2 separate regions of the Mus musculus genome follow, and region 2 is linked to region 1. The links are chromatin contacts, called in public HiChIP or PLAC-seq maps. All regions are on one chromosome and are shown on one strand. Each heading gives the region's core, a stretch centred on a gene start, on an enhancer-like site or on the middle of the called end of the contact. The rest is flanking DNA. Distances are from core to core; before and after follow the strand shown.

Region 1 (4,719 bases), core at 1,142-3,641:
AAGACAGTAACTATTAAGATACTCTTATTTATTGATTTAGGGACAGGGTCTCACTCACTATGTAGCCTGAATAGCCTTGACTAGTGATCAATCCGCTTAGCGCCTGTACCTCCAGACGGGTGGGATTACAAATGTGCAGCACCATACCTAATCCATATACTCTCTGATTGTCATTAGCCTATTTATTTAGCTGGTCCCAGTGAAGAATGGGATAGAAGCCAATCAAAAATATCTACTCTTATCTACAGAGATATAATTGGAAACTATCTCCCTTTCAGTCCAAGATGTCCTTGAACTTTGGCTCCTCCTTCCTGAGTGCTGAGATTACAGATAAGTACTAAGTTCAGGAAATCTATCTTCTTTAGTAGAGAATAAGAAATACTCTGAAACCCATTAAATAACGTATCAGTTCAAAAGTAAACTCCCGAGTCCAGTTTGTGCTTTTCAGTTTTGCTGATGAGCTGCACGCTTTGGAAAGGCTTCCTGGCTCTGTAACAGTGAAAACACACCCAGGAAGGAAGTAAACAGAGTCAGGAACACATAAAATTATGAAAAGCTAAATTTATGTTATGTGTGTGTGTGCATGTGCTCGCTCACTCGCTCGCCTGCATGTTTGTGTGTGCAGATGTACATTTGTGAGTATGTGGTGGCCAAAGAACCACCTCACGTATCATTCCACAGGCACCATCTGCCTTTGTGTGTGCGTGTGGTTGTGTATGTAGAGGTCAGACAACCACTCCTCAGGCACTCCCAGCATTTGCTTCAGAGTCTCTGCTTGGCCTAGAGCTTAGCCAAGCAGGCTAGACTAACTGGCCAGCAGGCCTCCCAGAACTGCATCTCATTACTGGATCTGGGCACTTGCCACGGTGCCTGGCAGTTCACACAGGTTCTGGGAATCTGAACTTAGGTCCTCACATGTATAAGGGAAACATTTTACCTACTGAGCCACCACCCAAGCCCCATCCACCTTTCGTTTGAGACAGGGTCTCTCACTGGCCCGGAACTCATCATCGATGGCCAGGCAATAAGCTCCAGCATTGATTCAGGCCTGGCTCCCCGCCCCCTCCCCCCCCCCTTAAAGATAGATTCTCAGGATCAAACTCAGATTTACTGATTGAGCTATCTCCCCAGTCAGCAAATGTGTATTTTCCAGAAGTTCACTATTTTGAGGATTGTTGACTCCAGGGAAGCTAGCATGAAGAGGCAGGCTGACAAGTTCTTGGCTACTAGATCATGGCAGCAAAAATATCTGTTCATATAAAGGAAATGCTGAGCAGATGAATTCTGTTTCATCTGAGATTTATGGTAAGGTACACAAATTCTAAGGGACGTGTACATATGTCCTTAGAGGAGGATAAAAAGAACGCCTCTCCTATAGAACACTTTCTGATATTGTACTGTTACAATATTTAATTTTACAATCTATAAATTTACTATTCAAATATAAAATGACAAAGGAAAGCTGGTGATGGGGCAGGGTTATGTTGCTAATGAGAAACTGAGTTATTATGCTATATTCTATGCTATTGGAAGGAAACAAATATCTACTAAACTCAAGACGTTCTATACAAGCTGTTCTTTTCTTGTTCTTTCATGACTCCGCCTTGCAGACCGTTCTGAGGCTGCTTCTGAGTCTAACCTTGACATGGCTCTCTGGTTTGCTGCAGTTGATTTCTAAGTTTTCCCATAGTGTATGGTAGAGGTGTCAAACTCCTTAACAACATAACCCTTCTCGAATGAGGGCTTAGCTCCAGCGTCAGACTGATGCTTTGTTTTCTAATGTGCAACGCTCTATAATTTCACGCATATCTACCATTACTGAGGGGATTTGCAGCCCCATCGGGGAGCAACAGTGTCAATAGGTCAGTCCACCCGGAGCTTGCCAGGACTGGACCACCAACCAAAGAGTACACATGGAGGGACCCATGGCTCCAGTTGCATACATGGCAGAAGAGAGCCTTGTTGGACATCAGTGCGGGGGGGGGGGGGGGGTTGGGGGGGGGCGGCCCTTAGGTTTGACAGGGTTCGATGCCCCAGTGTAGGGGAATGAAAGGGCAGGGAGGCAGAAATGGGTGTGTGGGTGGGGAAGCACCCTCATAGAGGCAGGGGGTGGGGGGATAGGATAGGGAGTTTCCAGAGGAAAGACCTTCCTGGGAGGGGATAATATTTGAAATGTAAATAAATAAAATAGCCAGTTAAAAAAATAACAGAAAACATACAACTCAGCACTACCTTCACTTCCTTTATGTTTAAATTCCTTAGCAATGTCTGGACAGGGTCAGCGAGATGGTTCCCTGGGGGGAAAGCACTTGCCACAGTCGCCTGGAGCCAGAGTGGAGGGAGAGCTGACTGTCCTCTGTGTAACAGAGGCCTTCCTTTGGAATGTTAGCATTTTCTCTGGGGACAAATTTTTCAGTCACTGTATTCAATGCTTTAGGGTATGAGTCAGTACCCCATCAGCTCTTCCATTGACTAATTCCAAAACCACAGCTCTCTCAGAAGGGTCACTTCATAAAAATCAGCACAGAAGGAAGTCTAAGGCAGGTGATAAAGTCACCTGAAAGATTAAAGCAAACTGCTAAGGAACCTAACACCTGGGAGATGCAAGCAGGAAGAAGGTTCAAGGCTAGCCTGGGCTACACAATAAGAGCCCCAAAACAAACAAGTTTTGTTTTTTTTTTTTTAAGAAGCAATATAAACATTTCAGAATAACAGATACTACTACTACTGATAACAATAATACATGTTAATAAAAGAATCCATCAATCTAAATGAAGTGTGGATTGTTAGATATAAAGGAAGAGCAAGAAATGTAAAAACTGGCAATGTCTATTTAAAAATGCCCACTTCTATACTACTAACCATTTAGTATCATAATTTCCTTTAGAGACAGAAATATGACATTGATGTTTGCAGTAAGGGCATGGAGACTAGCTTTGAGAGATAGGCTAGCAATCATCACAGGGCCTGGGAAACTGGAGGAAGGAGTGAGTCAGGGGCTCTTGGAATACCAAAGGGAGAACCAAGATGGAAATGAGAATCCTCCACAGGTGAGAGGTTAGGGACCCAGCTTTATGTTATGGCGCCCGATTTGCACACACAAGACTCTGAGCTCCATTCCCAGCACAGAAAACAATAAAAGACAAAACAACGAAACCCACCCAATTCGCCAGGCTAGAGGTTAGTGACTGAGTTACCGTCATGTCTGCCTGTTACAGTTTTCCCACCAACCTGTCATGGACAGGATGACCTCAGAGGGGCAACAGTGACTCCTAATATACAACACCTCAGACAACAGCAATGCAAGGAAAAAGGGAATTATGAGAGAAAGAAAGACCAGCACAGGCTAAAGAAAATTCCGTAGCTCTTGGGCTGTGGGATTATTCCTATGCTAAGATTAGAGACTATAATGGCCAATCATAAACGATAAAATGCTACTTCCAGTCATAAATTTTCTGTTCTGTATTGGCTGTTCTGGGTCACTGGAAGAGTGTGCTTATCAGTTACAAGTCCTTATAAATCCTCCTATTACAGATGACTGAGATTGGAGGTTCACACTGATTATGAGCCTGCCTACCTACGTGTTAACATCAAAGGCCAACTGGAAACCATTAGCTTGGAAGGCAGACATGCCAAATGAAGCAAAACTGTCTTTTTTGTGTGCTAATACAAATGATGAGCTAACATGTAAGAAACCCCTACATTGTGTCTACACTTACTTTTTGTGTTTGTAATCAACTTTTTTTTTTTTTTCCTTTTTCTCCAGACAGGGTTTCTCTGTGTAGCCTTGGCTGCCCTGGAAATCACTCCGTAGACCAGGCTGGCCTTGAATGTAATCAACTTTTGCGAGTATATTTACAAAAGTATGATATTCTTTATAATGTTACGAATATTAAAGATAAATTACATGGGAGTTTCTTGAAAGACCTTTATATTTTTGAAACTACAATTTCCATTACTAGAAATGTAGGCTGATGGATTCAGTACATTTTATATAAATTAATATCTACCTGGATACACTTATACATAGTTGTGCTTATAACAGCACAACTGAGATACATGCACAGGGAAGAAAAGTTATTATACCAATAGTGCTATTATGCAATTATTTATTAATATACATACAAAGTCATGGTTATTACAGATTAATCCAGCTACATTTAGTACTCAAGACTATTCACTTACTTGGAACCTAAGGCAAATCACCATAATGTCGGAAGGTTTCATGATTTTTAACGGGCCTGCGAAGAGCACTGACAGAGGCTACAAAGACCTATTAACCAGAATAGAGAAAAACGCAAAATAGTGCCGGTTACATTGGAAAGTCAGAGAAACTTGGAGTGGGAGTTCTGTAAATCTTAAATGTTTCTGAGTTTCGTGTTGGGCATCATAGCTCACAGGTGGCAGAGACAGAGGCAGAAAGATCTCTGTAAGTGTGAGGCCAGCCAGGAACACGGAGTGGAGCAGTCTCAGGAAATTCTTTTTTTTTTTCAGAATTTTATCTATAGGTCATACTGAACAAGTCATTGAGACCCATAAGTTTTGATTTTAATTCTACTGTATGGTAGAATAAAATCAGGAAACACAAATTATCCTTTGTTTAAAATTCCGAATGAACATTGTTTTAACTAGGACTTAGGGCAAATGACCATAAAGCTAGTATGAAGATTAGACAAGAGAATTAATGAACTGGCTTTATCTCTCTGAGGTAATAGGGGA
Region 2 (4,719 bases), core at 1,050-3,549, 430 kb after region 1:
GAGCACATGGATGGTTACATTGCATCCCGTGGGAGATAGGGAGGGTGTTTGGTGTCTGTGACCTTAAATTTCTAGGCCTTTTTACCTTTTTAATGCATGAATAAAAACAAATAGGTACAAGACTAAAAAATGCTATTGCCCAAAGACCTTCTACAACCCACTTTAAATCCTCTTCACTGTGTTTTGGATCTGTTAGTTTTTAAAGGGTTGTTCTGGGTAATGGTGGGGACTGAACCATCATCCATTTGTGGCATCTGCACCCTTCATGTTTAATTTACTACTTCTAAATAACATGTTAAACAAAACTCTTTACACTATAGTACTATCAATGAGACAATTCTCCTTCCGCATGTCTGTGAAGGATTGACTCCAGCCACCCCCAGAAACACCAAATTCTGCACATAGTAAGTCCCTTCCATAAAATGGTGAAATATATGGATTGAAATGACAGTTATCTTCTTAGATGTGTTAAGTATTCTATGGATGGCACATATAAGATACAATGGAGGTGCTATTTAAATAGTTGCTACATTGTATTAGGATATAATTTTAAGAAAAACATGTCTATAGCATATATATATATATATATATATATATACCATTTTAGAACATATTTTTAAACTGTGGCTGGCTGAATCCTGAAAGGAAGAAACCACAGATACAACAGGCCAGTGTAGTTCCTTTGATCCTCTCTGGAAGCCATGCTTGGAGTCTGATTGTTCTGTGCTTGCTGCATCGCTATAACTGTACAGGCTCCCTATAGCATGGATGAGTCTTCCTACAGCCTCTTGTTTGAGATTTCTCACGTTCCTCCAGGCTCTGTGGTTTCCACGGGAGTTGCCTCTGATTTGTTGAACGTGTTCTCTTTCGTGAGGAAGAGCAGATGGAAGGGAGAGCTGCTGCTACTTTGAGCATCTCACGCTGATTCCACTGTGCCCTCCCATTTGGTTGACAGCTTTTCTGGGTTTGCAGTTCTTGCATAGTGAAAACTATGTTCCCCTGGGAGTTGTAGGCATTCAGCATTGTCCTGTGACTTCCTATGTTGTGATGACAATTCCTGGCTTTTATTTTGTTTTATAAATGCTTTGCCTGCATGCATGTCTGTATACCATTTGTGTGCCTGGGGCTTGTGGAGGCCAGAAGAGGGTATTGGATCCCCAAGAACTGGACCTGGAACAGTTGTGAGAAATCACATGAGTTCTGGAAATGGAATCCTAGTCCTCTACAAGAGCAGCCAGTGCTCTGAACAGCTGAGTCATCAATTTTAGCCCCTTCCTGATTTTTTTTTTTATCATTTTGAGGTCTTATCCTTAATCCAGCCATTCTAAAATGCTGTCATGATGCATCTTGCGTGGATCTTTTTCTTTCGATTTCTAGAGCTTAACAGTCAGTGATTCTTTCAATTATATAGGTTCATCTGAGCCTCCGTTTGGTAAATTTTATTTTCTTTTACATGGTATCTTTTTAAATAGATACTTTAAATAGAGCATATATATATATATATATATATATATATATATATATATATATACTCTATTTGCATGTGTGCTTACATGACAGAAGAAAGCATCAGATCTCAGTGTAGATGCTTTTGAGTCACAAAAACCACACATCTTAATAACTTAATGACATCAAAGAATAATGATCTAATGATCCAAAGAAATTTTTAAATATTTTGAGCTAAATGAAGACACAATTTGCTAAAATTTGTGGCAGAAGAAGTGGTTAAAGACTGGTGCGAAATGCACGTGTTAGAACAGATCAGGCATCTTGGGGAACTAGAAGCTGAAGAGCAAATTAGATCCAAAGCAAGGAGACAAGGAATAAGAATTAAAGCAAAAAACGGGTGAAATTAAAGACAATCCAAAAGAAATGGACCAGTTTTTTTGAAAGAAAAATCTGCCCAAACTCATCAATACTCAGTATATTTTGTTCTCCTATAAGACTACAAAGATAGCTAACATACTATGTTGTTTTAACCAGAAAGAAATATTCAATGCATTATCTTCTTGTTAGAAATATGTTATAGGCGTCTGAATATCTGAGAGAATGCCCACCCTGGGCTACTCTCCATGGTCCTACCTTTGGGTTTTTTTTTTACTCATAAGTCTGAACAAAAGGCAAGGTTGCTGATCATTGTAGCCATGAACATCACACTAAAGAGCCCCTGGCAGAGAGTTAGAGTGAGACCTACCCGGAAGAGAGAGCACCTGCTTCTACCAGCCTGTGTCCTACCAGTCTGTATCCTGGTAACTCAGGGTGTACAGTCACCACTCTGGACTGCTCCCCACCCCACCCCCCAAACAAACAAGTAGTTCAAATAACTAGCTCCCAAACTATGACATCTACACCAATGTTGACTAAGAGCAAATAGACCCTGCTGTGAAAAATACCCAAGAGAAAGTTCAGTTTTAGCCCGTGTTTGTAGACGTTTCATTCCATGGCCAATCGGCTCCGTGATGTCTAGGGCTGTGGTGAGACAGAGAACCACAGCATAAACGGATGGTAGAAGAGAGTCATTTGCTCTATGGAGGCCAAGGGGCTGGCATGGGATATAGTCTTTGAAGACAACACCCCACACATCCTTAGTGACCTACTTCCTCCCCTATCTTCCAGTTTCTATGACCTACCAATAGACAACTTCATGTTTTAATCCATTTCTCCAATGGTGAGGCCATAGCCCTCACAATCCAAATCACTTCTCAACAACCGACCAGGTAGGAGCTAAGCCTTTAATACATGAGCCTTTTGGAGAACACATCACATCAAAAGCATAGCATCCCACAAAAGGAAGTAAAAATTTAATACACCGCTATGCCAGAATTGGAAGGAGGACTCAGCCTGGTTCTATGACAGCTACCTCCTTCACTGTAGGGTCTAGGAGGCGGTGACAATTGCTGACATGTTAGTACTTATATAGGGTTGGATAAATACTGCCATCCTCTTCTTGGGTACGACATCATCCTAGGACTAGAAAATAATGACATGCATCTTATGGCAGTTTCTAACCTCTGACATCTGTAGCTTGTTTTACTTAAATCCTCAGCCGAAACAAGAGATAATTATGTTTGATCTTAAGCCGTTTTGGAGTCCTGGGCTCTTCTTCCTTACCTGGCTAAAGTGAGTTCTAGATCCAGAAAAAAGTTCCGAGTCATGCAGATCGGATGCATATAGCCATGTATGTGAGCTTGGGTCTGCAGGTTCTAGTAGGTTGCAATGCACTGTTCATGAAGCAGGCTGCTTGCTGTTATGAGGGGGTGAATTATGTTCCCAGAAATAAAAGACCAAAATTGTATTCCTTAGAAACTCAAACTATGAACTCAATTGGAAATATGGTCCTTGTAAGTACAATTAGTTAAAACTCATTGCATTTGCATCTTTTCGGAGTCAAGAGACAAAGGGTACCACCCAGACTCAGGGGAGCCTGGCTCTCCTGGTGCTTTGTGATGGCAGTCTTCCAGGCTTCAAGACCATGGAAGAATATATTTCTTTTGTCTTGAGCTACCCAATAGCTCATGTTCTATTGGTAGCCCTAGGAATTTTGTATATATACCTGTAAAGAAAGTCAAATAAATCTGCCACCAGCTACCATATAATTAGACATCAGCACAGAGTTGGAGCCTGAGAGATGGTGAATCTAATTAAATCAGTGTTTAAATCTTCAAAGCTAGCCAATGAATTAAGAGGAAATATTTTATCTTCATATTATACTCCTGATGAATCCCTGTCATCAACCCAGCTGTATTTAAAACATAGAATTTTATTTCTTGGTGCTGCCTGATATTCTGACCAGCATGTATGTCAATACCTACTCTCAAAAATAAAATAAATAAATAAATAAATAAATAAATAAACACCAGAAACATAAAACCATACTACCCTCATATGGGACCTCTGCTCAGTGCTCCCACCAGGACTAACTTCAAGCCATTCCCGAGGACGCAAGTAGGACAAGGGCACAGTGACAGACTGTTAGAGTCAGTTTCTACCATATGGGTGGCCTTGGGGGCACTGATGTTAACATAATGCAGTAATTAAAGTATAGGTAGGGGTCTACCAAGAGAGACAACAATAGGAAGATTAAGGAGAGAAAAGCATAGCCGTGCATTAATGTCCACACGTCCATAGAAACCACACAACGTTGGAAATTCAAAGAGAGGGTAGGTGATTGACACAAACACTGTGCTTATAGAGTGCCGAAGCTGAGGACTGCAGGACGTTCTTGGTGGTGGTAATTAAGACAGAGAGGAGGACAAACGGTGAGTGGGACAAAATTCCTCTGGACTCCAGTGTGGACAGAAGGAAAAGACTTTGGAATGTAAGCTTGATGAACTCTCAGGAAGAAAAGACAAACAAAAACCATGAAGACATCTGGCAGCTAAAAAGCTCTCATTTGTATGTCGGGCTCCCCACCGGATGGAGGTTCACTGTCTGATGTGGTAAATTTGAGGATATCACTTACAGAGCCCTGCTACTCGATAAGTTCTGTCAGAATCTTTGTCGAATTATCATCAAGCTTATGAAACTCTTGACCAATCTGAGCACATCTTGGAAAAATTCAAGGTTTGCAAAGAGCCGAGTAGGTGAGTAACAAAATCCCTCCCACTTGCTCTGCGCATGCTCTGTAGTGGATCAGCGGCCTCCTCTTCCATCTCCCCCAGGAAATGTCTGTCATCACCAAGAATTGGTCAGGTCAGTTTCGTTGGAGTCCCTCCACCT

What was found. HiChIP or PLAC-seq counts read pairs in DNA pulled down with a chosen protein or histone mark.
Region 2: a contact with region 1 is called in a FOXA1 HiChIP or PLAC-seq map of pancreatic cancer cells. The contact joins two enhancer-like sites. A contact is called at or near these places in 2 of 115 datasets of contacts at active chromatin or transcription factors (memory CD8 T cells and pancreatic cancer cells).

What each region holds. Positions count from the first base shown.
Region 1 is chr13:96,531,535-96,536,253 of GRCm38.p6, forward strand. All of the region lies in intron 1 of Polk (polymerase (DNA directed), kappa), which reads right to left. Among named protein-coding and RNA genes, the nearest start is that of Polk, 8.7 kb to the right of the region's middle. Within about 2 kb of position 2,392, at least 63 of the 459 cell types and tissues checked have an H3K27ac peak or open chromatin away from gene starts, as enhancers often do. A contact at or near this core is called in pancreatic cancer cells, where this site is marked.
Region 2 is chr13:96,960,707-96,965,425 of GRCm38.p6, forward strand. No RefSeq gene overlaps it. Among named protein-coding and RNA genes, the nearest start is that of Gm41027, 21 kb to the right of the region's middle. Within about 2 kb of position 2,300, at least 20 of the 459 cell types and tissues checked have an H3K27ac peak or open chromatin away from gene starts, as enhancers often do. A contact at or near this core is called in pancreatic cancer cells, where this site is marked.